Linked DNA regions of Mus musculus: region 2 is linked to region 1. The links are chromatin contacts, called in public HiChIP or PLAC-seq maps. All regions are on one chromosome and are shown on one strand. The core of a region is the stretch at or near the end of the contact, and the rest is flanking DNA. Distances in the headings are between cores, read along the strand shown.

Region 1 (2,864 bases), core at 235-2,734:
GTTCTAGCACCAGCACAGGCTCCCTGGGGATGCTGGGAGGAACTGGAACATAAGTGGAGTCTGTGAAACTGAACCTGCTTCCTCACCAAAATTCCTGCTGCTTTCCAGATCCCCCAACTCCTTGTCCTTTCTCTTTCTTTTTTAACCCCTTGGTGCCTTTCCCAGGGGGGATTCCCCATACTGACCTCACTTCTACTGCTTGGCTTCTACAACTCAGGCAGTATTAATAGACTTCCTCCCAGCATGGGTAACCTTGGAGCCTGCCACATCACTTTAGAGCAGCAACCAGAAGGCAGGCTGTTCTTGGAGACATTCAGTTATCTGAGTATCCTCATTTAGGGTCACAAATATATCCATCCCAGTTCCTCTGTCTACAGGTACATGATTTTATACAGTTCACTCTGTAACTCCGTACGTGCCAATATGAGGAGTGTCTTTATAACACACGTTTATGTTTTAGGGGCCACTGGCCAAGGGGAGATGATTTGCTCCTTAGACCCTAAAACAGCATATCCAAGCATTATATGCCCAAGTCAGAGTGGACACAGTGGATAAGGCTTTGAGGTGGCAGGCATTTCTCTGTTCTCCTGAGCTACAAAGTCATGTTAGGAAAAAGTGATGACCTAGCTTTGTTGGAGTCACGTCTTCCCAGCATGTGGGATGTTTTTTAGGTCTTTGCTATTGCAGGGTACCATCCCTTTGAAGCCCTTTCCTCCTGTTTTTGCCCTTTGGACTGCAAGAGAGAGAGAAAGATGCACAGATACCAGCTTAGGCTAATCGGGAGCTTGAAACAAGAATGTCAAAAGTGACAGTTTGAGAGCAGGAAGGTAGGTGGCTCTAACTTCTTTGGGAAAGTGGGGTGGTGGGAGACATTAAGCACAAAGCCCAAGAGAAGCTAGCTCCCGAGAACTCATGAACCCTCCATGTATATAATCAGGCTTTGGTAGTTAGCATCTCTGACCTCCAAACCTTTCCTGTTTCCAAGTCCTTGTTTTTTTTTTTTGAGTTGGGTTCTGGGCACTTGGGAAAATCCTTTTGTCTAAACAGCCTCCTCGCCACCATTGTCCCCTCTGCCACATGCTGCCCCAGCAGGAGTCTGGGTAGTGACCCCCTTTCATTCGTGGAGGTAGATGTTGGAGATAACATCTTATCTAACCCATTACCCTTACTAAGAAAGTGACTGTCGCCTAATTATGCTTCTCCCCACAAGACTAGTGAGTAGAGCCATGCTCCCATCTGTTCCTGTTTTTTTTAAATATTGTGTTTTGTATGTATCTGTGGCACTGGTTTGCAGTGTGCTTTGTACATATTGTAAAAAAAAAAACATTGGAGCAATTTTGTTTTTCACTGGGTAGGCATGGCCCACATTCCTGCCCTTTCCACTTTTTTCATTTTATAACAGAGGTGTGTCTGTATTTGCAAGACAGCCTTAGATTCTGCAGAAGGAACAGCTTTCTCTCTCTCCCCTCTCCCCTTCCCTTCCCTCCCTCTGTCTGTCTCTCTCCCCTCTTCCCGTTAGAAACAAGTCAGCTTTTTGTTCCCTCTACCCAAGTGCCCCTTGAAAAACAGGTGCTGCTCTGAAACGAGATTAGCAGTAGAAAAATGACCCTGTGTTCTCAGCTCCTCCCTCCTGGTCCCTAGTCTGAGTCCGGTCTTCCCGCTCTGAAGTAGTATTACATACACTACAGCTCCAGCTGTGGAAACTCCTGACTAGTGCTTCAAAACTGTCCACCTCCACACCTAGTCAGAAAGACAGGATCTGGTGCAGACCACCAAACCAAGCCTCTCACTAAGCCACCCTGCCCATGCTCTTGCTCTTAATGATCTCCAGGGACTCATGTGGAAGAGAAGCTATAGGAAGTAGGGGCCTCACCCTGAGGAAGGGCAGCTACCGCTTGCCAGCTGCTGCTTAGGACTCACATCTACTTCCTCATTTCCCCATCTTATACTTGTACATGTAGTCTCCACTAAGCCTACTCTCTCCACACATCTCAAGGTCAAAGAAACATAGAAGGGTAAGAGGGTACCCTGTGAAATGATCCTTTCATGCACCTTCTCTCCAGGCTCCAGGGTGGGGTGGGGGGGACTTAGTTTAAGGGAGTTAGTTCTGCAGAAGGGCTAGAGAATTGGATATAGATTTGAGGCCTCATCACTTACCCCATATACCTTATCTGTGTACTCTGATGGCCCCCAAGATTCAGCTGGGCAGCTAGCTGGCCCATTATTCTGGGCCTTTGTCATTTATTACTAGTTTCCAAGGAAACTTTCCAGTGATTCCCTGCCATGGGCCCCTCCCAGGCCTTATCCCTAGCCCCTCCTGCCCCAGCCCACCCGCTTGCCTTGGTGCTCAGCCCTCCCACTGGGAGCAGGTTGGGGCAAGCTGGAGGCTCGGGCTGGAGGGACAGTGTTGCTGTTCATAGCTTTTGTTCCATTGGCGTTGCTCTGTTGAATTTAATTTCAGTCTTCCTGATTCTTCCCTTCTGTAAAGTGTACATTACCAAGTTCCTTGTTTTTTTATATATATATATATAAATATATATATATACAAACTGTACTCTTTTTGCCTTTGTACATTCAGGCAAGAAGAGAAAATAAATCTTTTTAAGAGACAATCACAAATCTGTGAGGGCTGCTGGTTATTTCTCCTGGAGTTTGCTGCTGAGCTGCTGCCTCCTCCCCTAGCTGTTCTGTTCCCCCCTCAGCTTCCCTGTCTTTTCTCTAGCCCTGCTCCATACCCACCCTCAGCTTCCCCTTTCCTGGCTGACAGCAAGCTGTTGAACCCAGTGTGCCCACCTGCCCTGTAGCTTCTTCCTGTCCAGCATTGTTTTCCAGCTTGGCCACTGGCTGATCCTGTATCCTGACCT
Region 2 (2,864 bases), core at 114-2,613, 220 kb before region 1:
AATTCCTCCTTGTGAAGAGGCTGAAACTGTTAGTCTGTGACTTGACCAAAGTCAACAACTAGTTAAGAGGCAAAGGCGGGTTCATTCCCAGAATTATCTTTCTCAAAGCCAATACTTCCACTTGAACATAATTATCTCCTTAAAAGATTAAGAGAGAGTTCAATCATTGGAAAGGGACTCTTGTCCCTTGTCTCTCTAAATGTTCACTAGTTCTTCTAAGACATATACTATACTTCCTACAATTCAGTCACTTAAACAAAATGAAGATAGCATTTCTAATTCGTTTAAACCACAAAAGGATTACTGGCAGGTGAGAAAGAGGTTGAAAAAGGCTTGCCTAAACATGTCTCATCTAGACCTCTAAATATGGATTTCCTAGTGGTTTTTTTAAAGCATGCTCATTTACAAGGCTACGTTTGAATATAGTCAGATGCCTTCCAGTATTGCATTTTCTAAGAAAATTCATACCAGACTCATATCGGTCTGGGAGACTGCTAGAATATGCCATTCTGGCACTTTGCAAATATCCGAAAAATCATCCGGGGGCAACAAACCCAGTTTCACACTCTTGTTTTACGACGTGATGCGTACCCACTTAGGGGACAACGCTCCTATAGGGCGCCCTGCCGAGAGAGCAATAAAGGAAGAAGCGGGGGAAGCGCACGGAAGTTGGGTGGAGGGAGGTCTCATTACCCACTCTTCTGCCCTACCTCTGCCAAGGGCGGCTCCACGGTGCCCAGCCGACACGAAACCCTTACAAGCCCTCGAAGCCCGGCTCTGTCCCAACAGAGAGTCCGGGACGCGGACAATGTGAAGCACAGGATGACCACAGTCACCTCTCCAAGTCTATACCCTTGATTTCGGCCCTGGATGATGCTCCCCCTTCTTTTCGGAGCTGGCACTCCAGGTGGGAAACTCCCGGTCTGCATTGGCCGAAGTCCCTGCTTCAGAAAGGGCGCCTCCTGCGACCGGGTCTAACCCGCAACCCGCAACTCTTTGCACGCAGGGACCCTGGTCCCTCTGTCCCGCCCCCGCAACCCTCCACGGACAGGCCCGCGCCCCACCCGGGATTCCCGAGTCCACTGCCCCGCCCCAGCGAAGGGCTCCTAAAGCCCCCACCCCACCCCCCCCACACACACACGTACACACACACACACATCTCAGACTCCAGTCTCCCAGACCCAGTCGAAGCCAGAGTACCTACCTAAATCAGCGGTGCTCCAGTGTTCCAAGGGGGCGGGCGCGGTCCCCTCCCCGAGGCGCCTACTGCTTCTCTCAACCACCCCTTAAGCCGCAGCTTTGCTTTCCCAGGAGCGGGAGGGAGCGGAGGGAGCGGAGGAGGCGGAGGGGAGGGGGAAGACCAGTTGAGGGGCGGCCGAGCCAAGCCGGAAGTACTAATGCAGGTCCCACCCACCTCCTGGAGCCGCAGAGCATCCTCGTTCTTCTGATAGGACAAACCCCTGTCGTCGCTGTGAAATTCAGACCACCACTTCCGGGTCGTTAATGCTGCGGCCCCTCCTTAGCAACAGCGTGGGGTTGCTAAGCGGAAGTGCCTTTAAATACCCCCCTTCCCCCCCCATTTCTTCGGGGACTGTTGGTAAGTGGGTTGGGAGCTTCGTTTTCTCATTTGGAAATGTTTTTAGGCCTTTAGTTTACAATGTTAGGCCAGGTAAACCCTTCGCTGCAGCAGGTAGTAGGCCCAACGTAGCTGCTTCCATCAGTTGGTCTCTGACACCAGCTCCAAACTACACACACCTCCTGGAATCCTGGGCCATCTCGGCAGCTCCTCCCAAAGCTCCTCTCCAGGCCCCTTGCGGGAGCTTCTTTCTCACTGTCTAGCAAGCATCTCCCTCTGGTGGATTTCCTGTCGTTTCAACCAGACTTTTGCATGCATTTCGTTCTGAACCGGCTCCAGAAGTCGAACAGTGAAGTGGGTAAGAAAGTTTTGTCTTACCTTGTCTTTTCTTTTTTCTTTTTTTTTTTTTTTTTAAGGATTTAACGTTTTTATGTGTGACCTGGAAATAACCTAGCTATATTTGAGTCTATGAAAATTGACCAGAGTAATATTATTATTGTTATTCCATAAAACGGGGGAGTTGGGGGAGACAAAGAATGCCGGTAATCTCGCTTGAGTAGGAAGACAACTAAGCCTCCCATCAGAATAAACCAACATACCTATACGGTGACTAAGAAAGGTGTCCATAAAAACCCTCATTTAGGCTGGGGATTTAGGTCTGTGATACAAAACTTGCCTGGCATGCCCAAGGTCTTTAGTTCGATTCCCAGGCATCGAAGAAAGGAAGGGAGGCAAGGAGACTCATTTACTGGACATGACAAGCAGACCTGTAATGCTTAGACTCCAGAGGAAAAGCGAGGATAGTAACTCCAAGGCCTAGACTACATGGTCAGTCCCAGTTTTAAAACATTTTACCTAACATACCCGAGGCATAAGTTCACTCTTTGAAAAAACTGGAAAACTATGGTGGAGACCAAAGCCAACAAAATAACCCCCTGTAACGACCCCTATAATTATAGTAATTATATTTTTAGAGAAACCTGGGGTGGGGGATAAAACCATCACTTGACTGTATTATTTTTTGAGTCTGAATCTCACTTTGAAGCCCTGGATGACTGATCAGGTAATGTCTATGTAGACCAGGCTGGCCCTGAATTCAGAGACCCACCTTCCTCTTCTCCCAGGTGCTGGGATTTAAAGCGTTCACTACCGGGATGGACCGGCTTTCCTATTTTAACTTTAACTTCTGAATTTTTCTCATCTACATCAGTGGATACACTTGCAACTGTAAGACCCGATTTTATTGGTCACAAAATTATTAGTAGACTGTTGTTTACCTCAGCTAAGA

The links. HiChIP or PLAC-seq counts read pairs in DNA pulled down with a chosen protein or histone mark.
Region 2: an H3K27ac HiChIP or PLAC-seq map of the HPC-7 cell line shows a contact between it and region 1, with 7 times the contacts expected there. The contact joins the promoter of Csnk1g1 here to the enhancer-like site in region 1. A contact is called at or near these places in 1 of 39 promoter capture datasets (hippocampal neurons), 3 of 115 datasets of contacts at active chromatin or transcription factors (the HPC-7 cell line, embryonic basal ganglia and forebrain) and 3 of 9 other capture datasets (adipose tissue, liver and pancreatic islet).

What each region holds. Positions count from the first base shown.
Region 1 is chr9:65,692,146-65,695,009 of GRCm38.p6, reverse strand. Zfp609 (zinc finger protein 609) reads left to right here. Exons shown (of 10, transcript NM_172536.3): 10 at 1-2,864. Among named protein-coding and RNA genes, the nearest start is that of Oaz2, 17 kb to the right of the region's middle. Within about 2 kb of position 1,484, at least 73 of the 459 cell types and tissues checked have an H3K27ac peak or open chromatin away from gene starts, as enhancers often do. A contact at or near this core is called in the HPC-7 cell line, where this site is marked.
Region 2 is chr9:65,907,509-65,910,372 of GRCm38.p6, reverse strand. It overlaps Csnk1g1 (casein kinase 1, gamma 1), which reads right to left and starts at 1,363. Exons shown (of 14, transcript NM_173185.2): 1 at 1,205-1,363. Trip4 (thyroid hormone receptor interactor 4) reads left to right here and starts at 1,579. Exons shown (of 14, transcript NM_001357872.1): 1 at 1,579-1,934.